Linked DNA regions of Pan troglodytes: region 2 is linked to region 1. A link is a contact called in public Hi-C data. All regions are on one chromosome and are shown on one strand. The core of a region is the stretch at or near the end of the contact, and the rest is flanking DNA. Distances in the headings are between cores, read along the strand shown. Region 1 holds the start of DMGDH (dimethylglycine dehydrogenase). Region 2 overlaps ARSB (arylsulfatase B).

Evidence for each region. Hi-C and Micro-C count contacts between places; a contact is called where the count stands out from the background.
Region 2: a Hi-C map of induced pluripotent stem cells shows a contact between it and region 1, with 2.2 times the contacts expected there. The contact joins the enhancer-like site here to the promoter of DMGDH in region 1. A contact is called at or near these places in 3 of 7 Hi-C or Micro-C datasets (induced pluripotent stem cells and stem cell-derived neural progenitor cells).

What each region holds. Positions count from the first base shown.
Region 1 is chr4:36,938,758-36,944,649 of NHGRI_mPanTro3-v2.0_pri, forward strand. It overlaps DMGDH (dimethylglycine dehydrogenase), which reads left to right and starts at 1,742. Exons shown (of 18, transcript XM_063811138.1): 1 at 1,742-1,830. It overlaps BHMT (betaine--homocysteine S-methyltransferase), which reads right to left and starts at 1,791. Exons shown (of 8, transcript XM_517686.8): 1 at 1,567-1,791. The coding sequence starts at 1,791.
Region 2 is chr4:37,145,876-37,152,479 of NHGRI_mPanTro3-v2.0_pri, forward strand. The region is part of intron 5 of ARSB (arylsulfatase B); the gene reads left to right. Among named protein-coding and RNA genes, the nearest start is that of ARSB, 85 kb to the left of the region's middle. Within about 2 kb of position 3,671, at least 1 of the 24 cell types and tissues checked has an H3K27ac peak or open chromatin away from gene starts, as enhancers often do. A contact at or near this core is called in induced pluripotent stem cells, where this site is marked.

The sequences.
Region 1 (5,892 bases), core at 492-2,991:
TAACACTGACATATGCACGGAAACAAGTTACTAGGAAACTGTTTTTTCCATCTTACATTCATCTGTTGCTTAGATAATTCTACAAAGATAATTCTTTAAAATGTTAGATTTTCTGAGTTTGAGTTTGGGGAATAAGTTAGACTTACGTGGCTATGAGAATGGGGACAAACAAAAAATATCTATATCTATAGGAATCATCCTTCCCAGTCTCTGCGGACTATTCATTTAGTACATTTAGGGACTGGCGAAATTCTCACCCTCCTTTGACTGGTGATAGTCCATAGTCCTTTGCCATCTCAACACCCACTCATGCCATCAACATGCATCCACGATGCTGCATTTAGAATCTGTAACCGAATTGACCTTCTTCCTTGTGTAGAGGTCTTTTTGATTTGGGAGGCCATCCCTTTAGAAACTGGGCATACCTCAGCTGGTTCTCCAGCAGGCACTGGGATGAGAGCTGGACCTTTCTCACTGTCCTTACAGCCCAGAGGATACAGTTGGCCTGGCCCCATCTGCCTCCCTACCATTTTCCGGGGGCCTCTGTCATGCCAGGCCTGGGACTGGGCATTTGACCAAAAAGTCAAGTTTATTCTCTCCTCCCTCCATCCTTCTCTCTCTCTTCCCACCTGTCTAGTCTCATTCCACGGCAGTCAGTCCATCTATCCATCCGTTCCGCAAATTAGAGGAAGGCCTACCATCTGGACTGAAAATACCCCTCCCAACAAGCCACTGGGATAGCCAAGAGATGGACTTGTTCATCTGGAGCTGGAATTGGGTTTTACAATTTCATGAACAGCCCTTCCTCAGTATCTTACAGCCACTCTGCCCATTTTTTCTTAAACCATGTTTTCGAGGCTGACATTTCGGATGACATTTTTCTGTCATCACGGACATCAAATTGCCTGTGAAAATCTGCAATCACCCAACCAGCGCCTGGGCCTTGGGTGCAACGAGAACCCGGCGGGGAGGCGGCCCCGACACCCGCGGTGCAGGTCCAGGCGGGAAATGTCGGAGCCAGCGCCGCGCACTCCTCCCTGTTCTGGGCGCGCCGGGTGCAGAGGGCGCTCGCGGCGGCCTCGGCCTCGGACACAGATGCGGAGGAGCTCCGTGGGGACGGGATATTGCGCCTGCGGGGCTAGGAGCAGTATCTCTGGGGAGTTTTCTGGTCTTGGGGTGCCAGATTCAGAAGATATCGGAAGGCTCGGAGTTCTGGGGACACCCAGCCGTCAGGGAGGGCTCAGAGGGTGCCTTTGGGTCTGAGAGGCAAGGATCACATAGATCTGGGGCGCACTCTGGTCCAAGCTGCGCTGGGGCTGGAGGGGACAGAGGCGCTCTGGGGGCGCGCTCTGAACGTGGGGCAGGAGTGGGGAGGCTCAGAGGCGCCTTGGGGTCCTGCTGGAGAAGTTCTGGAAGCACATTCTGGTCTGAGGCTGAGGGAGGGGAGGGAGTAGGAGGATGATGGGTACCAGGCAGGGTCCGAGGGCCCCTCTGCGCTCCCAGAGGCTGAGATACAGAGCAGGTGGGAGGGGAAGGAGAGCGCCCTCGGGTCCCCTGGAGACTCACCTTCTTGGCCTTTTTGCCCCCAACAGGTGGCATCTTCGTGGTGTCCAGACAGGTGGTCGACACGGATGCGGACCGACTAGGCGAGCCTTCCCGCTGCGCAGCCCCGAACTGCTCCGAGTCCGCAGCCTGCCTCTTTATACCCGCAGTTGGGCGTGGGGAGGGCCTCCCAGCCACCGCGCGGGCCAACACGGACCTTGGGCGGGAACACGCCCACCAGCCCTTCATCAGGCCCGCCTCCTGTTGGGAACCTGGCCTGCCAAGGAGGTAATCCAGATTGTTCACCCAAATGGGTGGAACCACCGAAAAGTAAGATAAGAAAAAGCGAGGATGCCACTCGCTCAGATTTCAAACCTGCCTAGCGTCCCTTTTGCCTCTTGCACTTTTGCCCCGACCCTGACCGTCCTCTCGCTCACCTGGGATCATGCACCATGGCCCACTTAGGCTGCCAGAGAGGCCTCTGAGAAGTCCATTCGATGCTCAAATATTTGTCAAAGGCCAAGGCGTCAAGATTATGGAATTAGGGGATGAAGTCCTGGAAGATCTTCAGCCTGGAGTGTGATCTCCTGTGTGATATACATCCAGTATAACGGGACACAAATGCGGCTTTAGTAGAGGAGTCCAATACTAACCCTGAATTGGCGGGTATGTTCAAAATGACCTTCTACCCCTATACCCAAACATGCCTTGCAGTTTCTAATAACACAGTAGTTTCTAATAAGAATATGTTTGTAATATTTAACAAGGACAGACTTTTAACATTTATAAATGGAAGCAGAAATGTACTTTGAAGACTTCAAAATTCAGCATGAAAACGATATAAAAACATAGACATTAGAAGAACTGGAGGGAATAGAGATGTTAACAGTAGTTACCTATTGATGGCGGAATTAAGGCTTGTTTTATTTTATTCTTCATGTTTCACTGTATTTTCCAAAATATTTTTATAATGAGAATACATTGATTTTAAAATAATAAAAACATTACTTTAAAAAATGTACAGCATGGCCTGCACGGTGGCTCATGCCAGTAATCCTAGCACTTTGGGAGGGTGAGGCGGGTGGATCACCTGAAGTCAGGAGTTCGAGACCAGCCTGGCCAACAAGGTGAAACCCCGTCTCTGCTAAAAATACAAAAATTAGCCGGGCATGGTGGCAGGCGCCTGTAATCCCAGCTACTCGGGAGGCTGAGGCAGGAGAATCGCTTGAACCCTGGGGGCAGAGGTTGCAGTGAGCCGAGATTGCGCCATTGCACTCCAGCCTGGGCAAAAAGAGTGAAACTCTGTCTCAAAAGAAAAAAAAAATGTACAGCATGACAGTAAATAGCCTACAGAACAATGAAATATCTGAAACACAGTTCAGAAAATTTTACCCAAATAAAAGCATGTAAAAAAATTCTGTATGTGGACAAATAACCTCCATTTCAACACATGCAGAGAAGAAAGTTACTGTAACACCTGATGAATTAATACAAATTTAACTGCTAAAGTGACATGTGTTTGAAATACAACTGAGAAAGTAAAAATGTCCTTTTGCTTCTAAGTATGTCAAGTTTAAAATGGAAAAAGAAATGAAAAGGTGAAAGGATATACTGTTATTCAAATGATCTATTATTTCATTGGCTCCTCCACCCCCAACTGTGATCTGGGGTCAGCAAGAATGAGGCATGAGGTAAAGTCATTCTTCACAGTACCTAGATTAAAAAAAAAAACACCTTGAAGGCATTGGAGTATCCGAATAGGTAACAGTTTAGTTAGTTAATGCGTTAACTAGTTAAGGTATTCACCTGGTGAGAACTGGTGAGATGAACAGGTCTAGAGTGAGCCCCGCGGTGGCTGCAGGGAGCAGCCGCAGTCGTGGGTACCTGGCACTAGGAGGCGGTATAAGCACTCTAACACTCAATAAAGGCTGAAAGCCGACGTTCCCAATTTCAGTTTCCTCAAAATGTGGCAAAACTTGGGAGAAATTTTAACCTAGTAGCATTAAATTTAGAAGTGAATTATGAATTTTTAATAGGTAATATAGACACATGGCAAAAATTTTACTTTTTTTTCTTTATTTCTCCAAGAAAAAACATGGCAAAAAAAATTTAGAAGCCTTTCCCCAGCTGCTGTTGCAGATCAAGTCCCCTCCCTAGAGGTAACCACTATTGCCTGTTAACCGTTCTTCCAGAGGAATTTTATGCATACCTAAGTGTATAGATGTATATAAAAGGATTTGTACTCGAACGTAGGGAATTTTCGTTTTTTAAAAAAATTATCGACTCCCAGCTTTTCCAGAATGATTTATAGGTGCTGTCAAAATATTTTTGTTTTTTCTGGGCCTCTCAATTTGTTGTCCTAACTATCCCACGCCCCCACCCCCAATTAGGTCCATTTAAAAAATTATTCACTTATTTCCATAATAGATGATAATATCCACCATGTATGTAAAAGGCACTAAGCCTTTTACTTACACAACATTATTTACCCCACACAACTCTGTGAGGTGGGTGTCCCCTCTTTGTTCTCAAGAACCACGAAGTTAGGGAGTTAGAAGGATCATCAGCATGCTCCCTGAAGTTTCTTTGCCCCATTCCCAGAGAACTAAGTCTGCTTGGATACCACTTAGGAAGTGAGGTTTTTTGCTTGTTTGTTTTTTTTGAGACAGAGTCTCACTCTGTCGCCCAGGCTGGAGTGCAGTGGTGCAATCTCAGCTCACTGCAACCTCTGCCTCCTGGGTTCAAGTGATTCTCCTGCCTCAGCATCCTGAGTAGCTGGGATTACAGGCTGGCACCACCACGCCCGGCTAACTTTTGTATTTTTTGGCAGACATGGGGGTTTCACCATGTTGGAGAGGCTGGTCTTGAACTCCTGACCCCAGGTGATCCATCCGCCTCGGCCTTCCAAAGTGCTGGGATTACAGGCATGAGCCACTGCACCTGGCAGGAAGTGAGTTCTGCAATAAACTGTCCTTGGGAGGCTGCCTATGTTCTCTGATCTCTACTGGAGTCAACCAGATGAGGGAGGTCATAAGACTGAAGTCCATGGCTGTGTACAAAGATGTTGGGGGTTAAAAATAAATCCCAAAGAAGAAGAGGAGACTTAGAGCTGGCGATCCACCCCCTTCATTTTACAACCTCAAAAGAGACTCGGTTATTGTTCTGTCTCCGACCAGTGCTTTGTTCTATTTGAAATCCTATTTATTCACTCAGTAAACATTTAGGTACCATTAATACAATGTTTTAAACCCTATGCTTGGTGCTGGAAGTAAAGGATATCATCTCCCTTTTTTTTTTTTCAAGGAAGAGATAGAAACCATCTCAAATAAGTGCTAAAATGTTCCTTTTACCAATATGTAGATGGAAAAATGTCAGGACTTTTCATTTCCCACTCAATTGGGATCTCCTTTAAAATGAAACTGACTTTTCACAGGCCTTTTTAGACTAAATATGTTTCATTTAGCCTTAAACCATTGAAGATACTTTAACACTGTGTTTAATGATGTTTTATATTTTAGTATGATGTTTAATGATGTTTTAACACTGTGTTTAATGGTGGTTTTACATGTTAACACTGTACAGAACAGTGTTTGCAAACTGCTGATGTGGAAATGGAGCCAGCTTCTGCGTTTCCTTTGGCAAGGCCAGTGTTTTTAAAAAATTGAATGTGAATTCCTTTATGTGGCGCTTCCACCCTTCCCATTTGCTGGTCTGTACCACACCCAGCTGCCCTGCACTCTTCTGGTTCACATATTTACCTTACCTTAAAGGCATTTGGGCTTTCAACTTCTGCTATAAATAGAAGGTATATTTGGGGTTACAGAATACATGTTCCCCCAAGTAGCCCCCAAACTGAAGATTTCATTTGCCTTACATTTTCCTACTGCCACTAACCCCCATTATTTTTTCTTGCCAGGATGACGATACTAAAAGGTTGATGAGGTGGATTTTCCTTCTAAAACTCTCTTCTGCAGGTGCACGGGTTTTCCTCAGTTTACCTGTCCTGTCCAGCACCCTGTCTATTGCAGTGGCCACATACATGCATTTGTCCCAACACGTTCATGTATAGCCAACCACTGCACAATTACTCCTCTTTAAAGGGTCTTGGTTTCTTCATATGGAAAATTAGAAGTTGAAGCTGGGTGACTTTTCAGATTTGTCTTTGCATTTGGTTTGGCATAAACTTAGAGCACAAAACAGCCTCTTCCCAGGGTGCTTTCATTGCCTTTCCCTTGCTGTCAGTGAGCCCTTCCTGATCCCGGCTCTGACCGTGCCTGTGGCTCCTGCTGGTGCCTCCAACTGCTGCCCATGCTTGAGTTTTTGCCTTTAATTTCCTAGTTCTTAGAGAAA
Region 2 (6,604 bases), core at 2,421-4,920, 210 kb after region 1:
AGAAAAGATTCATGTAATCTCTTATCTATTTTGAAGTCATTTTCCATTTGATTCCATAAACTTTCAGGAAGCCAAAAATGGAATAAACAATGAAATGGTCTCTGATACATACAGAAAGCTTTCCAAAAAAGAATTTTGTGTTTCATATGCCAGGCAGATGTTTTGTAGGGTCAACTTACCACAAAAGGCCTCGCTGAAAAAATGCAGTATAAAAGTAGGGGCCTGTAAGAGAACGAGAGGCACATTGACTCCAGAGGAGGTCTACTGTTCTATAAAAGAAGCCAAGCAAATTTGATGGACTGGTGAAAACAAGAACAAAGAATCTGACATGTCTTGGAAGCTCTGGGTTTTGATAATTAGGGAAGTATTTAGAATGCTGTCTCGAGGAATCACATCTTTTGTGCTGAGATATATCCCTGCTTGGGTTCTGAAATATACATGGAGTGGGCAGGCTTGGACTGTTTAAATGAAGCAGATTTTTTACATTCTTGTGACACTAGGAAGACTTTTCCTGAATGTAGGATTTTTTCTTTAACGCACCTCTCATCCAAATGGCAAAACATCCAGGATGGGTGCTTACTTGCAATGAGATCTCCCCAGCTGACCAGAGCTGTACTTTCTCCCACTGCTTATTCCCCCTCTGAAGTTACATCATCATTTTGCTTCCTGTTACACCATTATGGGTCTTATCTATTTTTATACATAAATATATTAAACAAAACTGTTGGTTTTAAGAAACTTTTGACCTATTCTAAGACCGATTCTCTGTTTTTCTATAAAAGTTTTATGGTTTTAGCTGTTACATTTAGGTCTTTGATCTATCTTCTTTTTCCTCATACAGTATTGTTTTTATTGAGATATAATTCATATACCATGAAATTCATCCTTTTAAAGTATACAGTTCACTGGTTTTTAGTATATTCACAAAGTTGTGCAATCATCACCATTGTCTAATTCTAGAACATTTTAAAAATTAAACATACAAGAAATTCTGTACCCCTTAGCAGTTGCTCCCAACTCCCTTTCCTCCCTCTGTCAATCACGTAATCTATGTTTTGTCCTTATGGATTTTACTAAGCTAGACATTTCATAAAAATGGAATCATACAATATATGGCTTTTTGTGTCTGGCTTCTTTTGTTTGGCATAATGTTTTAGATGTTCATCCATTTTGTAGCATAAATCAGTATTTCATTTCTTTTTGCTGATGCATAATATCCCTTTTATTGCTATACATTGCTGAAAATATACATTTTTAAAAATCCATTAATCAGTTAATGGATATTTGGGTTGTTCCTCCTTTTTTGGGCTATTATGAATAATGCTGCTATGACCATTCAGGTACCAATTTTTGTGTGGACATATATTTTTACTTCTGTTGGGTGTATACCTAGGTGTGGAATTGGTGGATCATGTGGTAAATCTATGTTTAACTTTATGAGGAACTGCTAAACTGTTTGCCATGGTTTGAAGGTATCTCCCAAAAGTTCATGTGTTGGAAACTGAATCCTTCTGTCCTCATGAATGGATTAATGAGGGTTTTGCCATCATGAATAGATTAATGTCACTGTCACAGGAATGGGTTCATTACATTGAGAGTGGCTTTGTTATAAAAGTGAGTTCTCTCAGTCTCTCTTGCTCTTGCCCTCTTATCATATGATGCCCTCTGTCATGTTATGACAGCACATGAAGGCCCTCACCTGGTGCCAGCACCATGTTCTTAGACTTCCCAGCCTCCAGAACCATGAGTTAAATAAACTTGTTTTCTATATAAATTAACCAGCCTATGGTATTCTGTTACAGCAACAGAAAACAAGACTAAGACACTGTTTTTCAAAGCAGCTGCATCATGTTACACTCCCACCAGCAATTTATGAGTGTTCCAGTTTCTCCACGTCCTTACCACCACTTGTCAATTGTCTGTCTTTTTTGTTATATAGTAATCCTATTGGGTATAAAGTGGTATCTTCTTATGGTTTTAGTTTGTGCCTCTTGGATGACTAATGTGGGACATCTTTTTGTGTATCTATTGACAATCTATTTTTGTGTATCTTCTTTAGAGAAATGTCTATTTAAATCCTTTGTCAATATTTTAATTTGGTTATCTTTTATTATTGAGTTGTAATATGATTCATCTTTAATTTTTATGTGTGTTATGAAGTAGGGTTTGTCAAGGTTTTGTTTGTTTTTTTTAACGTAGATATCAGAATACTCTAGCATTATTTTTTTTTGAAAAAACTATTTCCCTATAGGTTGGTTTGGCACCCTTGCTAAAAAGCAAATGACCATTTAAATGTGGTTGTTTTACTAGGCACTCCATTCCAGTTCCATGAAATCTTGATTACTGTAGCTTTATAGTAGTTCTTGAAATTGGATAGTATAATTCTTCTAACTCTGTTCTTCTATTTGAAAATTGATTGCAGTCTTGGGATAAATATCACTTTATCATCATGTTTGTGGTAGGCAGAGTAATCCCCCGTCTCCCTCCTGCCTCCAAACATGCCCTAAAGCCTGGAACCTGTGAATATGTTATGTTATATGACAAGGGGAATTAAGATTGCAGACCAAATTAAGGTTTCTGATAAACTGACCTGAAGATGAGGAGATTGTCCTGGATTATCTGGTTGGACCAGTGCAATCGGTGACCTTAAAAGTGGAAGACGGAGGCAGAAGAGGAGGTCGGGTAATATGATATGAAAAGGATTCAACCATCATCGATGACTTTTTTTTTTTTTTTTTCCTGAGACGGAGTCTTGCTCTGTCGCCAGGCTGGAGGGCAGTGGCGCGATCTCGGCTCACTGCAAGCTCTGCCTCCCAGGTCCCGGGTTCACACCATTCTCCTGCCTCAGCCTCCCAAGTAGCTGGCACTACAGGCGCCTGCTACCATGCCCAGCTAATTTTTTTGTATTTTTAGTAGAGACGGGCTTCACTGTGTTAGCCAGGATGGTCTCGATCTCCTGACCTCGTGATCTGCCTCCTTAGGCCTCCCAAAGTGCTGGGATTACAGGCGTGAGCTACCGTGCCCGCCCATTGCTGACTTTGAAGGTGAAGGAAGAGGGCATGAATCAAGGAATGCAGGATTTCAAAATGGTAGTATAGAAGCAAGCCAGCTTCAATCCCTCAATAGAAGACCAAAAACAAATATATAGCATTGAGATTTTCACCAGCAACAACCCAGAGTTCAAGTATGAGGATGAGACAGCCCCCAGGGCCACAGAGAAGTGGAAAAACCTTGAGCATATGATTGGAGAATCAGATTTCCACGTCTGCGAGTCCCCTCCCCTACATTCTTTCAGCACCAAGCATGTGGAAAATCTCCCTCAATTCTGTTTTTACACTGGAAAAAGTGAAATTGAGTGGTCAACCAGCTTCCTCACCTTCTTGGGTTCCGTAGCAGGAGTCCTGTCCCTGCCTTAACTCATGGGAAGCATTGTGAGTGCCTGTAGGGAGAAATATCTCTGAGGACAGGCTGCAACAAAGGTCAGAAGGTGAGACTACCATCCCCAACCCTGGAAACTCTGCTCTGTAACTCAGCCAAATGAGACACCAAATCAGAGTGGCTATTCAGCAGCACCACACTGTAGGAGGTACATTCCACAGGTTCCCATGGGCAGGAACCCCTAGCCAGTCTTCCCACACTGCTGACTAGGGGTTCCTGCCTAGGAGCCTGTAGAACATACCTGGGATAATCCCTTTGGTGACTCCCCTATTTGGGACAGGCAGCACTGCAACCATTTACTAGAGCCAAAGTGAACCTGGGCTTATAGCGCCACCTAGAGCCGAAAAGGAGGCAGCAACCTAGTTGCAAAGATTAAGCAAATGTATTCAATGAAAGACAAAACAAGCTGGACAGAGAAAACTAGAATCAATAATTAATCCTTCAATGCAAAGACATAGACATATACCCGCAAGTAACAACAGCAAACAGGGAACCACAGTCTCCCCAAAGGACAAAGCAAAAATCCAATGACTGACCCTAATGAGATGGCGACTATTAGCTTCTGACCAATAATTTAAAATAGCAGTTTTAAGGAAACTCAGATATCTCCAAGATAATACAGAAAAGCAGAAATTTATCAGAGAAATCTAACAAAGAGATTGAAATAATTTTTAAACATCAAACAGAAATCTTAGAACTGAGAAATACATTTGCCAAACTGAAGAACTCTTAAGAGGCTCTGAGCAGCAGAGTGAGCCAAGCAGAGGAAAGAATCTATGAGCTCAAAAACCAGCTGTGTGAAAATACACAATCAGAGAAGAAAAAAGAAATAAGAATAAAATGTAACAAAGACCACCTACAATATGTAAAAAATTACCTCAAAAGACCAAATCTAAGAATTACTGCTGTTGGTGTTCAAGAGAGAGTGGAGCGAGAGCAAGGGGTAGAAAGTTGATTCAAAAGGATAAGAACTGAAAACTTTCCAAAACTTGAGAAAGAGAAATATCCAGCTACAGAAAGGTCAGAGAACACCAAACAGATTTGACCCAAATAAGACTACTCCAAGGCATAGAAAAATCAAACTCTCAAAGGTCAAGGACAAAGAGAGGATCCTAAAAGCAGCAGAGAAAAGAAGCAAATGACACGTAAAGTAGCTCTAATTCATGTGGCAACAGATTACTCTAAGGAAACTAAACAGGCCAGGAGGGAGTGGAATGGCATTTTCAGATTGCTCAAAGAGAGACAAAAAAAGCCTGCCATCCAAGAATATTGTATCCAGCAAAATTATCATTCAAATATAAAGGAGAGATAAAATCTTTCCCAGACAAACAAAAGCTGAGAGAATTCACCACCACTAGATCCATCTTGCAAGAAATACTAAAGGCAGTTCTTCAGTCTGAAAGAAAAAAACGCTAATGTGCAAAAGAAAACTTTTCAAAGTATAAAACCTACAGGTAAAATTAAGTACCTGGACAAACTCAGAATACTCTCTTACTGTATTGCTGGTATGCAATCCACTCGTAACTCTAGTATGAAGCTCAAAAGACATGAGCCAAGGAGTGCAAACAGCCTCTAGAAGCTAGAAAGGCAAGGAAATGGATTTGCTAGAAAGGCAAGGAAATGGAACTTCCAGAAGGGAATGCAGCCCTCTCAACACCTTGACATTAGCCCAGTGAGACCTGCATCAGACTTGTACAGGCCTCAGCAGCTGAATGTATTGTACAGCCTGCAGAACTGTACAATAATAAGTGTGTATTGTTTAAGCTGCTAAGTGTGTGGTAATAGAAAACTAATGTATGTTTTTTATATAAAGCTAAATTTGATTTCCTAAATATTGTTAAAGATTTTTACACCTGTGTTCATTGTAGTTTTCTTTTTCTGTAATGTCTTTGTTTCATTTTGGTGTCAGAGTAATGCTGGCCTCATAGAATAAGTTGGGAAGTACAGGATTCCTATCTATTTTTTGAAAGAGTTTGTATAGAACTAGTATTATTCCTTTCTTAAATGTTTGGTAGAATTTGCCAAGGAAGGCATTTGGGCCTGAAATTTTCTTGGTGAGAAGGTTTTGTTTTGTTTTGTTTTGAGACAGAGCCTCACTCTGTCGCCCAGGCTGGAGTGCAGTGGCACAGTCTCGGCACTGCAACCTTTGCCTCCCGGGTTCAAGCGATTCTCCTGCCTCAGCCTCCTGAGTAGCTTGGATTATAGGCGCCTGCCACCACACCTGGCTAATTTTTGTATTTTTAGTAGAGCCGGGGTTTCTCCATGTTGGCCAGGCTGGTCTCGAACTCCTGGCCTCATGTGATCCACCCACCTCAGCCTCCCAAAGTGCTAGGATTACAGGCGTCAGCCACCGCACCCGGCCTGTGGGGAGGTTTTTAATTACTAATTTCAATGTCTTTAATGGATATAGGGTATGTAGGTTATCTATTTTTTCCTGAATGAACTTAGATTAATCATTTTTGAAGTCTTAGTTGCTAGAAAAAAATATTTAAAAATTGGTGAATTTTCTCATTAAAGCAGCTTTCTTTTAGTGCATTTTTGAATATAGTAAATATAAATATTTTATATTTATAGAATATATTTTAGATCTGAAAAATAATTATTATGAGAGTCCACATATTACAAAAATACAAATATTATATCTGAGTCCTTACTCACCAGGAGATCTGATTATAACTTGATTTCCCATACATTTATGCCACTCCCATGGGCCATAAACATGCCAGTCACTGTGATAAATTTGCTTTGTAAATCAATTAATTGACTTTGTGATTATATATATATATCATTTACAATGATTCTGCTTCTAAAAAATGGAACCTCTTTCCATGTGCTGTTAGAATTATTTATAAGCTTACAGAGGTTTAGGCCAGACCCCAAACTGTGTTAAATTCACAAGGTAATGAGTGCTAACCTGTGAAGCCTCTTGAAAGAGAGGTCACTACCTATCTCTGGCCATATGTCCCAATCCTGCCATTGTATAGGGCAGTGGTTTTTACTGAGAGTATTTTAGAAATTCACTTGAGTGTTACTGATAGTTAGTGAGTAGGGGGCTCAGGATGCAATGCCCGTAATAACCCCACACAGTGAGGAATTGTCCCAAGTCCTGTACAACTTACAAAATATCCTGCTGGTTAGTCATGAAGATTAAAAGCTTGTTTACAAT